Regions from separate parts of the Mus musculus genome. Here region 1 is linked to region 2. The links are chromatin contacts, called in public promoter capture Hi-C maps. All regions are on one chromosome and are shown on one strand. Each heading gives the region's core, a stretch centred on a gene start, on an enhancer-like site or on the middle of the called end of the contact. The rest is flanking DNA. Distances are from core to core; before and after follow the strand shown.

What was found. Promoter capture Hi-C pulls out the DNA fragments that hold promoters and counts their contacts.
Region 1: a promoter capture Hi-C map of hippocampal neurons shows a contact between it and region 2, with 8 times the contacts expected there. The contact joins the promoter of Ntrk3 here to the enhancer-like site in region 2. A contact is called at or near these places in 4 of 39 promoter capture datasets (cranial neural crest, hippocampal neurons, liver and 1 more) and 3 of 115 datasets of contacts at active chromatin or transcription factors (VIP interneurons, embryonic forebrain and embryonic hindbrain).

The regions. Positions count from the first base shown.
Region 1 is chr7:78,576,019-78,582,526 of GRCm38.p6, reverse strand. It overlaps Ntrk3 (neurotrophic tyrosine kinase, receptor, type 3), which reads left to right and starts at 4,689. Exons shown (of 17, transcript NM_008746.5): 1 at 4,689-4,991. The coding sequence starts at 4,744. It overlaps E430016F16Rik (RIKEN cDNA E430016F16 gene), which reads left to right. Exons shown (of 11, transcript NR_015542.2): 11 at 1-1,461.
Region 2 is chr7:77,145,338-77,151,635 of GRCm38.p6, reverse strand. No RefSeq gene overlaps it. Among named protein-coding and RNA genes, the nearest start is that of Gm30774, 780 kb to the right of the region's middle. Within about 2 kb of position 1,600, at least 15 of the 459 cell types and tissues checked have an H3K27ac peak or open chromatin away from gene starts, as enhancers often do. A contact at or near this core is called in hippocampal neurons, where this site is marked.

The sequences.
Region 1 (6,508 bases), core at 3,440-5,939, 1.4 Mb before region 2:
GCTCAACTTGTCCACCTTCACAGATTCATTTTCGGCATCCAGATTTGGCTGAAGTTCTCTCCTTGGCCTCCGACTTTATGAATAGCATTGCATGTTCTCAGTCTCTTGCATGGGCACCTCTTCTTCTAGCACATGACGAGGTCTGTCTCTTCCAGCACAGCTCTTCGGAACAACAAGTTCTTGGGAGCCCAGGCCTCCCACCGTCCCCTCAGGTGTTCCTCAGAACTGCCATTCGGGACCATTGCTCCTTTCTCAGCTCCCACTGAGAAACTGGGTCCTAAATCGGCTCAGGCTAGAAAGCTGTGCAGCATAGCTTCTCGGTTCAGACTGATATTGTAGGAGTAAGGCATAGTGGGTGGAGTAAGGTGTAGGAGTAAGGCAATATTTAGGGTCTGGCCTCCATCCCAGAAATATGGCCACTGGCTCAGAAGTGTGGAGCCATTGGAAATGGGGATGTGGCAAGGTGAAAAGGGTGATCATTGTGTGTGTGTGGGATAACGGGGGAGTCTTAGAAAGCACTGGTTGTGGGGTCAGCACACTATGTTTTTTTTGCTTCCTGAATTTCTACTCCCTTCCTAGGTACAGGGACTTTGAGCTGCTTTGAATCCTTCCTCAGAAGTTATGGGCATTCATAGTCTGGAGCGGATTTCTTTAAGAAAGAGACATGTGCTTGATTTCTGTAGATAAATGGGGAGCAGAAGGAGCTCCGTGCCCTGTTAGGCAGCCCTGTCTGACCTATACGGTTGGAGATTTCCTTGGAACCTTTGGAAGCCCTTGGCATCTTCTTTAAGCCCTTGCATCTGCCTTGCTGGGAAAGCTTTCTAAGTTTTACATTTTGTACAGGGAAACAAACAAACAAACGTTGTTCCTTCTTGTCCCTTCTTGGTCAGCAGGGGGTTGGAGGGTTGGTGTGCACTCTCCAGCTTCCTCATTTAGGAAACTCCATCTGGCAGCTGAGAAGATGGGGACAGATTATCCTGATTGTCTGGATGCTGAGATGAGTCATATGTCCAGGACACAGAGGCCACATACTGGGAATTCAGGATGATATGACAAGTCCTTCTTCCCTGTCAACCAGGACATTCTCAGCAAGATGACAGCATGGTTTGAATGCCCTGGGTACCTGTTGACTGAGAGGAGAGTGTCTGTCCCAGGGACTCTGTCCTAGCCCCTTACCCATTTCTGGCTTACTTTGACTGCTTTTCTGTGGCCTGTAGGCGTTTCACTGATAGTGGAAGTTTAAAGATCTCCTCTCTCTCTCTCTTTCTGTGTGTGTGTTCATGTTTATGCACATGTATGTGGGTGTATGTGGAGTCCAGAAGTTGATGTCTGGTGTTTTCCTTGCCCTATTTTTTGAGACAGGGTCTCTCACCGAATCTTGCTGGCCAGCTAATACCTAACACCAGAGATCTTCTTGTCTCTACCCCCAGCAGTGCACACTGCTAAATAAATCCATTTTTTAAAAACATGGGTGCCGAGTCTTCATGCTTGTGTGATCAATACTTTATTGATGACAGCCATCTTGCCAGCCCCAAAGTTCTGTTTTTGCAGGCACCCAAGACACTCATTTATTCTAACTGGATGCTTCTGGGAACCTACATGGAATCCCTGTTCCTTTCTAATGAGTCCCTTCATCCAAGGCTTGTGGAGAACCAGAGATGATTCGAGCTGTAGGGGCTCTGAAGCTGCCCCCACCCCATGCCTGTCAATCACCTAGGGGAACTTCTTAAAATGTTTGGTTTGGGAAGTCTCTGATGAGGTCCAAGGAGTTGTATTATCTATTACAAGCTGGCAGGGACTGTGGATGTCATCAGTTAAAGGAGAGCAAAGACCTGGTTCCATGTGGTCATTTCATGGATTTGAAAGCTGAGGCCCAGAGTGTAAGTCTATTTGTTCATGGTCATAAGTAGAACTCTGCTCTTTCCACTTGCATTAAAAAAAAAGAGCCTTCTTCATTTTTAAGCTTTACTTTCTAAGTGGGCTCAGAGCTCCTAGCACCTTACCTTCATCCTATCCACGGTCAAGAATGAAAGACCTTTTGTCCAATCAGAGTCCCTTGCTTCACAGCCTGAATTTTCACTCTCTGAAGAGGTTTCCAAAGTTTTGCTTTGAAACCCGACTTATGGATAGCATCCTTTCTTTGCAGGCAGTAATAAAAATCGTCCTTGTCCTTAAAAATGGGCGGGGCACCCTTTAAGACACAACTATGCTTTCTCCTTGTTGGAGCTCTACTAAATCCCCTCAGGCAGTCAGCTATTCTGTCTCCCTGGGGTAGTCTGGGAAATGCTTCCTATTTCTCCTCTGCTATCTCTCAAGAGAGGCCAAGTTCCAGTGTCCTGGCTACACCTTACTCTCCCTGCCTCTCAGAGAACCCTAAAGTCACTCAGGATGGCACTTGAAGTGTCAGGGAGATTCCCAATGGACAAGGACATCAGGGACTGGCCTGAAGCCAGTAGGTTCTGGTTTGAGAGTCTAAGGCTGTCTCCACTCTGTCCCCTCCTGCTGGCGGGAGGGCAAAATGCCATTCTGGGGACAAGGCCATCATGGCGACAGGGTGTAAAAGTCTCACTGGGGCAAAAGGAAGGCAGAGTGTAATGAGAAGTCGGGGAAAATGCCTTTTATAGGCATGCTCTTTTCTTTTCCTCCTTTCACCCAAGTTTACTCCCAGCAAAAAGTGTTACTGCAAGCCATCGGGTCTGTCTGTCGGTGGCACTAGGGGCAGGCTGGTGGCACCGCAATACCCCTTCCCCCCATCTTGCCTGCAAGTTGCATGACCTGCATTGGAATCCACAGGGGGGCGGGGGAGAATCCTTTCAGATCCTGGATGCTGTTGAATTCAATGTATTTTGCTTCCTTGCCTGCCCTCACCCAAGCTCGGGGAGGAGAGCGCTGCTTTCTTCTGCGTGTGAATGCTGTAGTGTGTCTGCCTGCTCGGATTCCCCTAACCCTTTCTTCTCCTTTCCCACAGCAAAATCTCAGGCTTTCTCAGGAAATAGCTCGCATTTGGCATATTTACATTTGCATTTTATTTTTAAAACAATCCTATCAAGGCAAAAAGCGGGGGCTATACTTCTCTCCCCATCAGGTCTAAACTTGCCTCGAAGGCTGCACCTGTTTTGAGCCCCTACCAGGAAGGGGTGTTTGTGGGGGAGGGAAAGAGGAGGTTCTGTGCCCCCCAAATCATCCGGAGAGAGCAGTCCGCCCACCCCCTCACCAGGCTGCCAGCTCGGCGCACCCGAGGGCTGAGCCCAAGAAGCTGGCCTCCGACGGTGCTGGCGTGGTGCTTGCCAAAAAATGCCCTTCGCATCTCAATTTCCTGGCCGCTTCTTTCGCATGAATCGCTCGCCCTGGGCCACCTCGGTTCTCCAGCGCAGTCCTGCAGGCGCTCCTTCCCTCTTTCTCTCCTTCTCTGGTCCCTGTTTGTCCAAGGCGGAACCCATAACGCACCGCCAAGAAGGAGCAATAGGCTCAGGGGCACTCAGTGTGCCATGCCACGCAGTCCCCTCCCAAGCTGAGCCCAGCTCCCGGGACTCTTGATTACCCAAATGAGTGTCATTCAGATCTAGGTCTGCACGTCTGCGGCCGGCGTCCCTGGCTGCCTCGCTCGGGTTCCTGTGCGCTCCTGATTCCCGTCACTGTCCGTGAGCCCGAGACCCTCACTCAGGCTGGGGAGCATCCCGGGTCACCTGGGCCACGCTCATTTCGCTTCCTCCTGCGGAGGAGATTGCAGCAAAACCGGGCAGCACGAGGGCCAAAAAGTGGAAGGGAGAACGCCTTTCGTGTTGCTCAGTCAGCTTGCCAACTCTCCCTCCCCAACGCCGACCCTCGGAATCCCAACTGCAACTTTTCCTTTCCGTCTCGTTTTCCCCTCGGCTGCAGCGAGCGGGCGCGGGCGTGGAGCGGGCGGGCAGCGGCGCGGCTGCGGGTGGCGGTACCGGCGAGAGCCGAGAGCCGGCGAGTGGGTGGGTGGGTGGGGAAGCAGGAGGGAGAGGACGGGCGGGGAGAGAGAGGGGTGTGGGGAGGGGAGGGAGGGGGAGATTCCGCTCTCCTGCCTCTCCCAGCCCGGGCGGGGGGCGGGGGGGGGGGAGGAGGCCGCGAGGAGGGAGGGGAGGAGGGAGGGAGGGAACCGAGGAAGACGCTCCGATAACCCGTGCGTTTCGTAAGGCTCGGAGCACTTGTACATTTCTGCAGGCGCGTAGCGAGCCATTCGCCGCGACTGCTGCAGCTCTGACTGCATCTTCCTTCTCCTCCTTCCTCCAGCTCCGCGCGTGTGTATGTGAGTGTGTGCGAGTGTGTTTTGCAGGTGTGTCCGTTTTAATTCTGCCTAGGAGGTGGGACTTGGTGACTTTAGCACCATCTTTTTTTCTTTTTTTATTATTATTTTTGCCTTCCCACCGTCTGTTGTTACAACCCTGCAAAGTCTCGGAGTCGGAGAGCGCGCCTCGTTTCCAGAGCTTCTGGACCCCGCAAGCCGGCGAGCGCCGAGCCGGCCACCATGCCCGGCAGACCGCGCCACTAGGCGCTCCCCGCGGCTCCCACCCGGTGGCGGCGGCGGCCGCGATGGTTTCCGACGCTGAAGGATTTTGCATCTGATCGTTCGGCGTTTCAAAGGCAGAGGCCCCCCTCCCCCTTCCCCCCTCCCTCGCTGTCTTTGTTTCCTTCCCCCCCTGCTCTCCCCACTCCCCCCACCCCACCCCCCTCTCCTCTCCTCCTCCTCCTCTTTTTTAGAAGCAGCGATCGGAGATGGATGTCTCTCTTTGCCCAGCCAAGTGTAGTTTCTGGCGGATTTTCTTGCTGGGAAGCGTCTGGCTGGACTATGTGGGCTCCGTGCTGGCTTGCCCTGCAAATTGTGTCTGCAGCAAGACTGAGATCAATTGCCGGCGGCCGGACGATGGGAACCTCTTCCCTCTCCTGGAAGGGCAGGATTCAGGGAACAGCAATGGGAACGCCAGCATCAACATTACGGACATCTCAAGGAATATCACTTCCATGTAAGTCAGGCGGCCGCTACCCAGCCCGCCCCCCACCCCCGCCCCAGCTTCGCGTCTCCGTCTTGCCCGCCCGCGGCCCGGGAACTGGCCCTGCGCTCCCCAGCTCGCCTCTGTTCGCAGCCCGCCGGGTGCGCATCAGGCTCGCCCTGGCTCGGGAGATGCTGTAGGGCTGCGTGTTTCAGGTGACTCCAGCCCTAGCCAGGCGTGATTTGATGATGCTGGTGGGTACCTCTCCCTGGAGAGGACCCTTCCGGGCGGAGTGCACCCGGGCCCAGCTCCTGTCCCCGCCCCCACCCTCTGCCTGCTCGTTTCGAGGGTGCGAATTGGGTTCTATGCCCCCCACTAAATAGCAACAGTTTGGCCACGCTCAAGTGGAATAAAGTAGAGGCGTCTCGTTTCCCTGACAGGCGGTGGCAGATAGCGGCGGCAGAGGCAAAGCTTAGCCTAGCCTTGGAGGGAAGGTGACAGATAGGGACTGCTTGAGAACCAATCGGGATTTTTTAAAAAAAAAACTGTTTCCCTTTGGAGAGAGCAAAACATGCCAATAAGTAAACAAGTTGGAAGCTGGCTTCTCCCGAGGAGACTTCGGACGTGTTCTGGCCGTCATGGACGCCTACCTCTTTGCTTTTCCTCCCCCCCACCTCCCGCCGCCTTCTCCAACCCCATTTTGGGCATTTCCGAGACATCCCCCCCTTTCCCACCCTCATCTGCATCTGGGCGCCTACAGACCCTTTCCTGGCTTGGGCTTCCATAACTGCCCAGGGTAATTCTGAGTCAGGTTGCTGGAGGCAGGAGAGAGAGGACGACCTGGGTTTTGGGAAGGAAATTTCTTTCACAATTCTGCGGTTCCTTCCCCCCACCCCCTTTCTCTCAAAAATTGAACTCTGCGTGGCGTTTGGCTGGTTTGCCCCGGCTGAGTGGGACCCTGTGTAGTGGCCTGCTCTTTTCTTGTTGTGTTTCTTTGGTAGGGATGGGGCCAGAGGCCTGTGAAGGAGTGAAAGGAAGAGTCAGGGCCAGGAGCCTGCATAGCCTTTCTTTCATTCTTCATTCTTCAGCCAGGTGACCACCACCCCTCTGACCTCTCTGCCCCAGGAAGGAGAAGGGTGTGGATAGCTCTTGGATGCTCGGAGGGCAGCTCATTGGTTTTTGCCCCGTGCTCTCATCCCTTGGGAGCCCCAGGACTGACTAGGACGGTGGCCAGGCTCTGAGGGAGACGTTTAGGGTAGCTCTTTGCCTTGGGGACGGACTAGAGCAAGAAGGGACCCAGTGTGCTGTGGCTACTGCCCTCTCAGTGTCCACCCCCTCCCCTCTTTGCTCCAACCATTGCCTCAGGACTACAAAGCCTGAAGGAATTGGAGTCAGGCTCTCTCCAAAGCCCACCAGTTCTCTTGGTATAAGAGAGACCAGCTTGTGTTCTTGCAGCTTACACTTTGAGGGAGATGAACAGCCCCAGAAGATGTCCCCGACTCCTGGAGACAATCCTGACCCATATCTTAGCTCTGCCTTTCATTCCTTAC
Region 2 (6,298 bases), core at 351-2,850:
GTAATACCTCACACTCATTACACTCACTGAGGGTGGAGGGTCAGTTCAAAGTCAGAACTTCAATTAAATGATGAGTTGAAGTCCAGTCTAGGATATATGAAACTTTGTTTCAAGAAATAAAGCAGAAAATAAACAAAACATGATAAGTGAAATGAAATTTCTATTTAATCCAAAACTTTAAACCTGAAGGTTCAGGTCAGTTAGCAGAGCACATGCCTAGCATGCAGGCATCCTTGACTGTCATCCCCAAGACCACAAAAGAAGTAGTGGTACTTCAGCGTTTAGAAGGTGGAGAGAGGACCTCAACAGCTCAAGGACTGCACTACTTAACAAGTTTACAGCCATATTGGAACCATTCTAAAAAAAGAAAAAAAAAATCAAACAGTCAAAATGGCAAGCAAACAGAAAAGAAATGATAAAACAAAACATGACAATAGAAAGAAAGAAACAAAAGCCCAAGCTCTTTCATGTTCCTCCTAGGCTGCTCCTTTGGTCTATCAGTTGGGTGATCCCTGTACATCGTGGGAGCCGTGCCACCTTCTCCTGCTAACAGGGTTTTAAATACTTTGAGCTGGAGCATAAGGACTGGAGAAGCTGAAATCCAAGTATGTCCTGTGACAGACCAGGCTCTGGACACTCTCAGCCTGCCAAATAGCTTTCCTCAGAGAAGGGAGGTACCTTTTCCCGGCCCCAAGGGTGGATCTGCATCTAGCTGCTTATTGCAATTATGAATTTTAAGCACAAAGTGCAAGAAGGGTCAAAGTCCTCCAGGCTATCTTAGGACTCTGTTATAAATCCAGAACATGAAGTGATGCCTGGTGGTGTCTTCACTTTGTTCTCCTAAGTGACATTCCTAGTCAAACTATATAATGAGAGACGCAGGGGAAGACATCTCATTTGTTGAATAGTGAAATGAAAAGAAAAAAAGAATGTCCAAGAACTTAGGTAAGATGGCAGTTTTTTTCAAACTATGAAGCCTGAGTTCTATCTGCAAACCCGATCATCAGTGTCCAAGGAAGTCGAGCCCATTCCTTTCTTTCTTTTTCGTTTTTTTTCCTTTTTTTTTTTTTTTTTTTTGAGGCAGGGTTTCTCTGTATATTCCTGGTTGACCTGGAACTCACTTTGTAGACCAGGCTGGCCTCTAACTCAGAAATCTACCTGCCTCTGCCTCCCGAGTGCTAAGATTAAAGACGTGCGCCCATACCTGACTCCCATTTCTTTAGGACTTTCATGAGACACTAGGGAGATGGCTTGAGAAAGGATTCAGGAAAAGGGGGCAAAGATCTATGAAAATAAAGCAGACACACCAAAAGTGACAGAGAGAAATCACACACGATAACCAAGGAGGGAACACTGTTAAGGCCACATTTCAAGGCCAGCTTGAAGGTCATTTGCAGACTAGTTCCTGTCAAAATCTCAAATGGCAGAATTAAAGGTAATGCTATATCATTGGTAATTCTATTATTATTCATTCAATTGTGCATTCACAAATTATACTTCAATATTTAGAAGTCTGATTCAAACTTAGCCTTTAAAAAAATCACCATGGAGACCGTAGCTGACTAACAATTCTGTCTCCACTGGGAAGGCCCTCCTACACAGGCCTTTAAATGCTGGCTAAGACATCTTCCCATCAGAAAGAAAATCAGTCTGGATTCATGCACCTAGTCTTAATGGAACGAAATTTCTCTAAAAGGTTAATTTCTGCCTTCAGCAATGCCTTCATAATGGGCTATTATGCAGAAAACAGTGGTGGAATGTGGAGCAGGCTATAGTTGATGTCACTATAAAGTGATTTTTGAAAAATAAATACAACACTCAGGACTGAACCACAAGAAACAGTCCCTTCCCTGCCTCCTGGGGCTGACTGCATGTGACCTCATTGTTTGCCTCCTAAGTCTCATGACTTGATTTATTCTGGGGGATTCTTTCCTAACCATTGCCTGGCCCCCAATTCCAGGAAAATCCACATTGCCATGAAGGGACTGCAAGGAATTTTAGCCAGCTTTGAATTATGCACTGTCTGAACAGTTCTTTGCTAACACACTAATACACCATTCCCTCTTAGAAAGTGAAAGAACTGGACTGTTGGCTTTAATCAAGCAATTAACACCAGAGAGATATTCTGAACAGAAAACTCTCTCCCTCCCTGGCTTACCCACTCTCTCTTCTTTCCTTCCCTCTTCATTCTTTCCCTCTCTTCTCATCCTCTCTTCTTCTTCTTTCCTCTCTAACACCTTCTCCAAATCCCTCTCCCTCTCCTCCTCTCTCTCTGTATGTGCCAAGAGGGTTCACATATGTGCACAGGTGCTATGCACATGTGCATATGTGTGTACATGGCAGACATGGCAGAAGACAATCTCAGTTGTTATTTCTTTGATGCCATGCACCTTGATTTTGAGATAGACCCTCTGTGTGGCCTGGAAGTAGTCACATAGGTCAGGTTACCTGGCCAGCATGTATCACAGCACCTGGAACTTTTAATGTGGCTTCTGGTGATTGAACTTATGATCTGAGTCACATAACTGACTGCACCATCTCCTCCTCACTTCCTGTATTAGGAAATATTACGTGGTGTGTTTAAAGAAATTGATATAGAAAAGTGTCTAGGGGAAGTACAGAGAACGTTGCGGTATGTCTTGGGGGCCAAGATTTGAGACCTGACCTGCTAGTTGTGCCTAGTGAGCTGGTCCTCCCTTAGCCACAGCTTGTCCATCAGTAAGTAACACGATGCAAGCTAGATAAGATGCAGCTTTAATTCCTTTCAACTTTATAGCTCTATGGTTCTGCAATTACATTTGTCTTGTCCTTTAGAATACCAAACAGAACCACAAATAGGCATTTAATAAACATGTCTAGATGGCATTGCTTTTTTATGTTTACTGTCTTTCTGCCCCTAAATCATTCTGGCTTTTTAATGTCTTCAACTTAAGATCTTGCAAATTGTACACTTCATTTTGTTTATATATTTAGGCAGCCATGATGCCTTCGGGGTTATGATTATAAATGATGATATTGGCTTGTTATGAGAAGCAAATAACTCCAGGAAAATGTTTCCCAGTAGAATTCAAAGTGTTTCCACCCTAGTCCCCTACGATAACACTTGGAAGTTTCAGGACAAATCAAATTTAAAAATGTCTTATTAGCATGTGAAATATTAGTGGAATGTAACAAAAGATACACTACTGATCATTTTAGCTTTGATATTTTTCATGAGAAAGTTTAACATTTTTTTCTGTACTTCCTATGGAAATTCTTTCTATATTGTCCTGAGTGTTTTGCTTATAATTATTTTATGTCATTCATCCATGAATCCTGGAAGAGACAGCTAACACATAGCTGAAAACTGTGTGGTAATGTTTTGTTTTTGGTTTTTTGTTTGTTTGTTTTCTTTTTCAACTCTCTTTGAAAAATTATTGTTAGTTTGTTTAAAGGAAGTTATGTGTTCAGTGCAAGCAGAGGAGAACATTGACTAAGCTCAGCGGTCAAACTGAACATGTTATTTTCTAAATAAACTTCTCAGAGGTCTCTCTCTTTCTCTGTTTTTTGTTTTTGGTTTTGGTTTTGTTTTGTTTTTTTGTTTTTGTTTGTTGTTTTGTTTTGTTTTGTTTTTAAATCTGGCACTCAAAACATTGTCCCCAAACAGAATGGATCTCTTCTTCGCTGGCTGCCACTAAGCCTCTTCCTGTCATTTGCTCTCTGGCTGATCCTTTGTCTGTGTAATAGTGGGAAATAGATTAACACTCACATCCCTCCCTCTCTTCACAGTTGTCCTGGGTGCAAGGTAACACTGGTCTTGCTTTTTCGCCCTAGTGTTCTTTCAGAGAGGAGTGACCTACCTACAATGACTCTCAGGTTTAAACTAGAACAAGAACTAAGGCTTTCAGCCTCCCTCTCTAGGACTGTTTGCTCTACTCTCTGTGGTCAGGTCTGAGTGGGAGCTCTCAACTACATATTTGTGCTTTTACTGTTAGCACTCAGGGCACAACGAGTTTCCAGATTTGTGAATTTCGTGGGCAGCAGGAATGGGAGAAAAGAGAAATGGCTAGGGAAGGACAGGGCATGGACTGCACAGCTTCAGGGGATCCACATAACAAATGTCCTTGCCTCTGCTTACTAAAGCATTAGTCTGCTAAAGGGTGGTTATACAACTGAACAACAACAACAAAAAGGCAGGTATGCGATCTCCAGAGACAGGTGCCTTCTGGTTTACACGGTCCAAGGAGCATGCCCTGTTTATCTGTGAATATGATATATAGCATTTCAGAGGGAGCCAGAGATGAATGCCAATGACCATAAGGAAGGCTATTATTGGGAGTTTGCCAGCTCTATTCAAGCTCATCAGTAATATCAAGAAGTTCTGATATTTTGGGAACTCCACAGCATTGAACTATTTATTTGAAAAGTACCTCATGTTCTAATATAATCCTCTTTTCATTTTCTCATATTTTTGTATATATTTTATAAGATCTTATCTATTCAAGGTTGGCCTCGCAGTCACTATATCACAGAGGTTTACCCTGACTTATTTTTTTGTCTTTCTGACTCTACCTCCTGGGCACTGAAATGAAAGGCATCCATTCCCATTCCTGGTTCATGGAGTGCTAAGGTTTTATGCATACCAGGGTAGAACTCTTCCCAATGTTCACAGCTCTTTAGAGGGCTCCACCCTTTCCTAGGTGCTGTCATGTTTCTTCTTTAGTTTCTTCTTTAGTTTAGTAGCCTCTCCTGTGCTATGCAGGAAAAAAGTAATGGAAAATGGTGGGACACATCCGACTATGACCTCGGCATATGGGAAATATAATTCATCACAGGACTGAAACACAGCTAGAGATTTTTTTTGAGTATTTACCAGAGGCTAAGGAAATGTAGAGTAAAGCTGCTTCCTGAATAATAATTTTGATGAATTTTAGAAATCCAGCTGAAAAGTTGGGCAGTGGAATAGTGCCTCACCTTCTGCTGCTACTCCACTGAAAAATGCTGGGTTGGATTGGATTACTATTACTGACTACACCAAGTCAACCTGTCTCATGAGGAAATTTTGAAACCTGATGAGTCCAATGAAATTCATCCAAAATAAGAAAAGGTAAGAGTTCAGAGGAGATGGCTAACACCGGGATAATCTGTAGACAAATCATGAATAGCACATCTTACCTTAACACAGATCAACTCAGATATGGAAACAGGTAAAATATGAAGATGCGCTTTGCTAGCCTTATCCTTCAATGAAAAATATTGGCATTCATTCATTTAAATAAGATAGAAGGGAATACAGCTAGAGGTGGGAGACCGAGGAAAGGAAGGAGGCATGCTCTATGTAGTTAAATGAGAGATTTAAATTATACAAACATGCACAGAGGATCCATGGTCCATGGGGGCAAAGGATGGAAGGGAAAGAAGAGAGCACGTTCATTGTTAAGATGCATGTTATTTTTTACTTTTGCAAAGGCACTGGTAGCAATTGAAAAAGTAAGAGGGGCAGAGGGAGCAACCCACCCCTGCCCACACATACAATTACTATGTACTCCTAACTCAACAAACCCAAGTAAGAAATGTTGGGTCTCTAAGAAAAAAGGAAAAAAGATCTTGTTGTTAAAATCGGCCATAAACTCATGCAAAGGAAGAGACAGGCCCCGCCCAGCCTTCCCATGTGAAGCTGTGCTCTCTGCTGTGGAACCCTCTGCCTCTGCTCCTGCATAGCTCATGTTCTTGCTCAGGTCCTAACTCCACAATCTGTTTAAAGTAGATTGTGCTAACATAAGGACTTGGCATTTTCATTACTTCCATTTGCATAGCATACTTCATGGGTTCAATTGCCTTCAGAAGTTTCCAAATGTTTCTCTGATCTAAATAAATCACTGTCTTGCTATCCATAGTTTAAATGACTCCTACAGAGATCTCTATGGACCAGTTTCTTCTTGTTTGGCTTCATACCTCTATGTTTATTGATTCATACAGTTATAATAGAGCAAAATATAAACGTTAAATGCATGACCTACATGTACACATATATGTATGAATGAATAAGTGGGCAGATAGACACACAGACATCATTTTATATTTAAAGGAGACTGGTCCAGGAATACCTCTCATATAACAAAAGTTATAGATGTTCAAGTAAGTCCTTTTTATAGAATGGTATCTATGTCTGCTCACCCTTCTCTCTCTCTCTCTCTCTCTCTCTCTCTCTCTCTCTCTCTCTCTCTCTCTCTTCTCTCTCTCTCTCATATATATATAATATATATAATATATATATATATAATATATAATATATATATATATATATACTTTAAATCAT